2 separate regions of the Sus scrofa genome follow, and region 1 is linked to region 2. Evidence: chromatin contacts called from public HiChIP or PLAC-seq data. All regions are on one chromosome and are shown on one strand. The core of a region is the stretch at or near the end of the contact, and the rest is flanking DNA. Distances in the headings are between cores, read along the strand shown.

What was found. HiChIP or PLAC-seq counts read pairs in DNA pulled down with a chosen protein or histone mark.
Region 1: an H3K27ac HiChIP or PLAC-seq map of skeletal muscle shows a contact between it and region 2. The contact joins two enhancer-like sites. A contact is called at or near these places in 1 of 5 promoter capture datasets (liver), 14 of 47 Hi-C or Micro-C datasets (alveolar macrophages, brain, embryonic fibroblasts and 10 more) and 1 of 2 datasets of contacts at active chromatin or transcription factors (skeletal muscle).

The regions. Positions count from the first base shown.
Region 1 is chr3:100,939,412-100,943,185 of Sscrofa11.1, reverse strand. The region is part of intron 1 of MAP4K3 (mitogen-activated protein kinase kinase kinase kinase 3); the gene reads right to left. Among named protein-coding and RNA genes, the nearest start is that of MAP4K3, 54 kb to the right of the region's middle. Within about 2 kb of position 2,050, at least 5 of the 83 cell types and tissues checked have an H3K27ac peak or open chromatin away from gene starts, as enhancers often do. A contact at or near this core is called in skeletal muscle, where this site is marked.
Region 2 is chr3:100,635,306-100,638,671 of Sscrofa11.1, reverse strand. All of the region lies in intron 4 of TMEM178A (transmembrane protein 178A), which reads left to right. Among named protein-coding and RNA genes, the nearest start is that of THUMPD2, 80 kb to the right of the region's middle. Within about 2 kb of position 1,376, at least 24 of the 83 cell types and tissues checked have an H3K27ac peak or open chromatin away from gene starts, as enhancers often do. A contact at or near this core is called in skeletal muscle, where this site is marked.

The sequences.
Region 1 (3,774 bases), core at 801-3,300, 300 kb before region 2:
ACTGTCATAAGTTGATGCTCTTAAAGGCTACTGAGGTACATAAAGCTATTTACCCCTTTACTAAATCATGGATTCTTAACCTGAGGCCCAAGGATGGGTTTTAGGAAACCCAAGAACCCTCTAACACTAAATGTAAACAGATATATGTTTGTAAATCTTTCTGGGAAGAAAGTCCACAGCTTCCATAAGATATACCAAAGGTATCCACAATCTAAGGGTTAGATGCACTTCTCCAAATAAATACGACTGCTCAGCTAGTTGAATTTGATGGGTTTTGGTTTCTCCCTCTCTTGTCAGGTGGTCTGTGGTAGTACTTCTCACTGTCAGTGTACTTAGGGCATGCCTACCTCCTAATGTGCTCTGGGTTAGAAAAGCTGGTAAGTGAGCTTGTTAGGAAATGTATTTTAATTAAAGCACTGTGGAATTCACCTATGAATAAAGCAAATACAAAAATAAAACATGAAAAATGACTGGTGGCAAATACCATGTTAAATAAATAGAATATTTATTCATATAACTGGTGGTACAGATTAATTATAAAAACACATAAAAATCTATCTAATAAGATCTTTATCTTACTAGACGCCTTCTGTTTATTTTTAAATATGTTTAAGATAATTTTTATCTGGAGTTCCCATCGTGGCTCAGTGGTTAATGAATCCGACTAGGAACCATGAGGTTGTGGGTTCGATCCCTGGCCTCGCTCAGTGGGTTAAGGATCTGGTGTTGCCGTGAGCTGTGGTGTAGGTGGCAGACGTGGCTTGGATTCCACGTTGCTGTGGCTCTGGCGTAGGCCGGCAGCTAGGGCTCCGATTCGACCCCTAGCCTGGGAACCTCCATATGCCGCAGGAGCGGCCCAAGAAATGGCAAAAAGGAGTTCCCGTTGTGGCGCAGTGGTTGACAAATCCGACTAGGAACCATGAGGTTGCGGGTTCGGTCCCTGCCCTTGCTCAGCGGGTTAACGATCCGGCGTTGCCGTGAGCTGTGGTGTAGGTTGCAGACGCGGCTCGGATCCTGCGTTGCCGTGGCTCTGGCATAGGCTGGAAGCTACAGCTCCGATTCAACCCCTGGCCTGGGAACCTCCATATGCCGCGGGAGCGGCCCAAAGAAATAGCAAAAAGACCAAAAAAAAAAAAAAAAAGAAATGGCAAAAAGACCAAAAAAAAAAAAAAAAAAGATAATTTCTATTTTACAAAAAAGAATATACCCTTTAAATACATCAATCATGAAAACTAGCACCTATTCATTTGAGAATCCCATTTTTGCCTGTAAAAATCAGAATCTACCCATCATAAAAAAAAAAGGCAATGTAACAGCCAACTTTATCTTCATCTTTTAAATTTAAAAATCTGTTTAGATCTAGAATGAGTGAACAAATTACTGGAATATGTGCCCACATTTGAGTGCTGGATGTATATCTCTCACCCCAATCAGTGATATTAGGACATACGTATGCTTTTCTGACACAAAATTCCAAACTCAGATATATTTATAAGACAAACCAATTCAGTTTCATGAAATCTATGAGTGTTACCTTCACAAAGTACTCCAAGCAATGATTTAAGAAACATTTGTCCAATTATATAAAATTTTTCTATTTTTCCTTCTTTCACTAAAAATTCATTATTATAGGATAAAGAATATGAATATCATTTTTTCCACATTTCTCCTGTTTCCAAAACCCTTTAATCACATCTCATTTGCTTCTGTTATTACTGGGCTTTTGTTTCAATTACACTTTGGTGATATCAGAGGATAAACTGAAAAGAGGGGCCAACAGAAGGCAGGTCAGCCTCTAAGGACATACTGTTTAGAGAAGGCCTGAAACAGTGACTGTATGAACTACAGAAACTTAGTGGGAATGGACGTAAATGGTTAAAATTCTACTTTAATCCACGTTTTCCAGTTTGTGGTTGTCCAGAGCCAAAATTAACAAGACCTACATTGCATTTGCTGAGCAATTATTTCCAGGGATAAATAGCTATGTTTTCTGTTGCACTGTCACTCCAGAGGTGTCTAGAACAGTCCTCAAGAAAGGACCACAATGCAGCAAGGCCATCCTCTCCGACAGAGCTGGACCTGAGCTCACGCAGGCTGCCAAATATCAAGACAGCATCTCCTCAAATAAGTTATGTAATAGCTTGGCTGGGAAAAAGAAACATTAGAGCAGACTATGGAAAAAAGAATAAGAGAATAAGATGGGGAATGTGGTTATGAGGCCAAAGACAAGACCAAACAGAGACAGGTCTGGCAGCAGCTGGAAACCCAGATCATTGACAATAACTGAAAGTGATCTCACCAGTACTGATGAGTATTATTTTCAGGTACCCATTCTGGTGGGACAGCTTGTGGTTTCCCGTGATAATCTCACACAGGTTTTTAAGGACTGAAGTAAGGAAACTGGACAATGAATTTCTGTCTCCCTTGGTCGGTGTAATATCCTCCTCCCAGTCTCTTAAATCTGGCCTGGAAAGGGACCTTCCTTTGAGTCAGATGGAATTTGAATCCATTAAGCTGCAAACAAATACATACAAAGATAATATAGCATAGTGGTTATGGGTATGTTCTGTGAGGTTGAATTCCAGCTCTGTCATTTATTAGGAATACACACAATACATTCAGTAGCCTATATGATACTGGGCAGTTCTTTAACTTCCATGTGCCAGTTTCCTCATCTGTAAAATAGAGATAATAAATGAGGTAGACTACCTCACTGTAGTTGTGAGGATTAAATTAGTGCTTTTGTTTTCCACTATCTTAATTCAGTGAAGGGACTATGAAAATATGGGTAATATGGGAAAATACTGAGAAATCTACATGAATCTACTTTAAATGGACTATACCAGGTGAATTTAGGAAAAACAGCAAGAAAGCACTTAAAATCAAGTAGGAGTGTGCATCACATGTAAACATCTAGTTAGATGACATTTATGTAAAGCAAATAATTATTAATGTAAAATCAAATTTTAAAAATTATCCATGTTGGAAATACAAATTTCCATGAAGATGTTATCCAACAGTAGGGACTGTGCAGTTAATTGTACCAATAATTTCAAACTTGGTCTGATTACATTGGCCTGGTACAACATTTAAGGACTTAGCTGAAAGGTTAGGGCAAGGATAGCAAAACCACTAAGTATGTTACCTCAAATTGTGCATGACAGAAACACACAATCATAATGACTATCCAATGATATCTCAGTTATAAGATATCAGTTATAAGAAAAGACTTACTACAAATCTCAGCAAATGAAAAAGCTCCAAAAGAATGATTTTTTTAAAAAAAGGTTTGGCATTTGTGAAGTACACTCTTAGTAGCCAACAATAATGAAAGGGCTGAGAAATAAGAAACTTAAGTTAATAACCTGATGGGAGGTTAGAAGCTCCATGAAAAAGATGAAAAGCAGAGGCAAAGCAGACAATCAAGCAGGTGTGTTGGTAAGAAGCTAAAAGAGAACAGAATGGCAAACAGAAAAGGGAAGAGGCAGTAACAGCCAGTGATTATAGATGCAGGAAATAAGTCAGAGGGTAAAATATGATCAAAGCCTTTCTGTTTAAGTGCAAAATACCTGAGTCTAAAAGCCTTGTATTCACAAAGAGCCTAAATAAAAGAGATAAGGGCATGACATCCCAATACACAAATGCTAAATACACCTGAAGTGAAAATGTATGATTAACCAAGAAAAAATTTTCAGATTAATGAAGAGGATAAACTGCTGTACCAAGTATTAAATTATACTAAAAAGATACAGTAATTAGAAAAGTGAAGTTCCC
Region 2 (3,366 bases), core at 127-2,626:
TGGCTAAGAACTGACTAGTGTCCTTGAGGATGTGGGTTGGATCCCTGGCCTTAGTCAATGGGTTAAGGATCCAGCATTACTGCAAGCTGCGGTACAGGTCTCATATGTGGCTTGGATCCCACTTTGCTGTGGTTGTGGCTAGGCCTGAAGCTGCAGCTCTGTTTTGACCCCAGCCAGGGAACTTCCCTAGGCCACAACTGACACCCTAAAAAGAAAAAGAAAAAAAAAGTGCAGTGTTCCATGATGTCAGGTAAAGGGGTGTCCCGCTTCCAGTTACCAATTCAAAGAAATGTACTAAGTTCATGATTCTGTAAAAGGCGGGTAGATACAGCCCAAATCTTAAAGGTGCTCATATTCTGCATTGCATATGGGCAACTGAGGCTCCAGAGGCCCCAGATCGTCACACTGCAGATTTATCTAAGAGCAGGGTGGGGGTGGGGGGGATGGTGGAAAAAGAGAGGCAAGGAGGCCAGTTGGCCAGCTGTTTAGGAGTGAAGTGAAGACTCTTTAGTAGGAGTCTTGAGGGGTGGTGAGAATGGAGAGGAAACATGAGGGCCACTGTTCAGACTGTTGTTCAGGCAGTTTCATGTGTCTATTTTATCTTCAGGGATCTTCGATGCCTATTTAGAGTTCAGACTCCTAGCCTGTGGCAATGGTTCTGTTGGTGAATGTGGGCAGTTGCCGAGAGATAACTCATAATCCAGTGCTGCCATGTATTGAGTGCTCAGAGCGGGCCACATCCTGTGCTACATCTCTTTCTTTCCTCACAATAACCCCCTAAGGTATCTGCCATTATTCCCTCCTCTTGTATAGATTAGGGAACTGAGGCTCAGAGAGGTTAAGTAACTTGCCAAAAGTCACGCATCTGGGCTTCCAATCCAAGCCTGGCTGACTGCAAGGCCTTTAGCCATGGCATAGACTCATCGTTGATGGATTCTAACAACTCTTTACAGCCTCTTCTGCTCTTTCTCACTTTTCTCCCTCATTTAACCTTGAGTGTGGGTTTCTGTAACTTAGCATTTGATTCATTTCTCTAAGCAACAGAAACAACAGAAGTTCGCCAGTCCAGGCACCCCATTTTTAACCCCTGTGCAAGCCATCTTTATATATCTTATTCTGTGGTTTATATCATCGTTAAAGTGACTTTCCTTGGCCCTTTAAGAAGCTAATTAATCACTAAATATAGACCACAAGTTGTCCCCCTCCACCCCCCGCGTGTCTCTTCCCCCCATTGCGTGATGCCATCTGGTGCTGTGAGCTCATGCCTTTTGTGTTCCTTTTCTGAGAGCCAGACTCGCTCAACCCCGGAAAGCCAGTTCATTTCCAAGTTCACAGGCATGGCTTTGGAAAGATTTGAATCTCATGCCTCCTTGTGGATTCTCACAGCATCACTCCCAAACAGAACCTCGCATGGAACTTCTGTTACATACATTACTGCCGTCTGTATATATACGTATTCTTGTCTTTTGACCAAAAGGACTTCATTTGTCTCGGGCAAGCCATCCAGGGACTACAAGTCTTTTCCTGTGTGATTTTTGTCAAGCTTTCCTTTGTCAGTTTTATGTGCGTACTGTAGGAAGCCAACACTTAATAATAGACTTTTCGAATCTGTTTGACTTTCTGCTGTGGCAGTGGAACAAGTGCTTAAGAATAAGGAAATGAAACAGCTAACGGCAGGACTCTGACACTACTGCTGATCTGTCCTTTACACCATCTTTCTCTTCTAATTCTGCCTGAAGGCTCTAATCACTTTGCAAGGGAGTGGAGCTCCAGGGCTGTAAAGCAATTTTCTTCTTTTTTTTCCCCCACAAACTCAAGGGAGATGCCGTGGGTTCACCACCAGATTCCCAGTCTTTGGGATTTGGGGGTCAATGCTTGTTACCTTCCAGTCCAGACCTTGGCATTCTCCCCACCTCTTTTTTCTTCTCATTTCAGAGTTCTTGGCCATTTAAATTTAGCCTGGGAGCCTAGTGCGGAAGGAAAGGTAATTGGGTGATGTGTGCACAGCTTACCTCATTCCTGGCACATGTGGGGCTCTCCTGGGGGAGCAGGAGAGCACTGGGCTGGCTGCCTGCCTCCTTTCTGCTACTCTTCTCTGCCCACTGGGATCAGGGCTGTTCCCAGCAAGGGGCAGAGGAGGAGATGGGCTCTGAGAATATTAGCAATAATGTAAAAGGGACCACACATTTCCCTAGCACAGGAGTTGGTCTGCGTCCGAGAGAAGAATTTCTCCCCAGTCCATACCCCATCTCAGCCCATCTGAGATGCAGGTAGGACAAAGCCACTGAGTCAGCCATGAACCAGTCCAGTATTTAACATGTACTGAAGAACATGGATAATTACAGGCAGAAACCTCAATTAGGTATCAGCTTTGTTTCCAAAAGAGCATATGTTTGTACTAAACTGAAAAAATTTGTTTTTCACTTCAAACTGACAGTTCATTTTATAACTGCTGTTCTCACTACCCACAGAATAAAATGCAGTTCTGAAAGATTAAGGATCTCTAAATTTCCTGAGTGAGCATTATGTAAAGTTTGGGTAATAGCATATGTGTTGAAGTTTGGTTATTACTTTGCACTGTGGGCTTGGGCTAGTTACTTAGCCTCTCTGAACTTCAGATTTTTTCTACCTACCTAATTCCATTAGCTAATAAGACCTATTTTTATATCCAGCTCATAGGGGATTTTGGTGAGAATCAAAAGGATTTGTCAAATGCTTTTTTAATGCATCTGTGAGATGATTTTGTGGTTTTTGTGCTTTAGTCTATCAATAAGGTATATTATATTAATTCATCTTCATATCTTGAATCAGCCTTACATTCCTGGCATAATTCTCATTTGGTCATGATGTACAATACTTTACATATGTTCCTGAATTCAGATTGCTAGTACTTTTTTGAGGACTTCTGAATACATATTCATAAAAAATATTTTCTAATATTCTTTTCTTATGATGCCTTTGTGTTTTTTTGGATCAGAACATTACTGGCCTCATATAGTGACTTGGGAATTGTTTTATCCTCTTCTATTTTTTTTTTTTTGAAAAGTTTTTGAAACATTGTTAATTTAAAATTCACCAGTGAAGCCATCTGGTCCTGGACTTTTCTTTATGGAAAATTTTTTTACAAGTTAATTGCTAACTCAGGCTCTTTAAGGGATATAGCTCTAGTCACCTGTTCTATTTCTTCTTGAGTCAGTTTTGGTAGTTTGTATCTTTCCAGGAAGTTCTCATTTAACCCATATTATCTATTGTTGGCATATAATTTTTTCATACTCTTCTTATTCAATTTTTTATTTCTATAAGATTGTTAATAATGTCTTCTGTTTCATTCCTGATTTTAATAACTTGAGTCTTTTTTTATCTTAA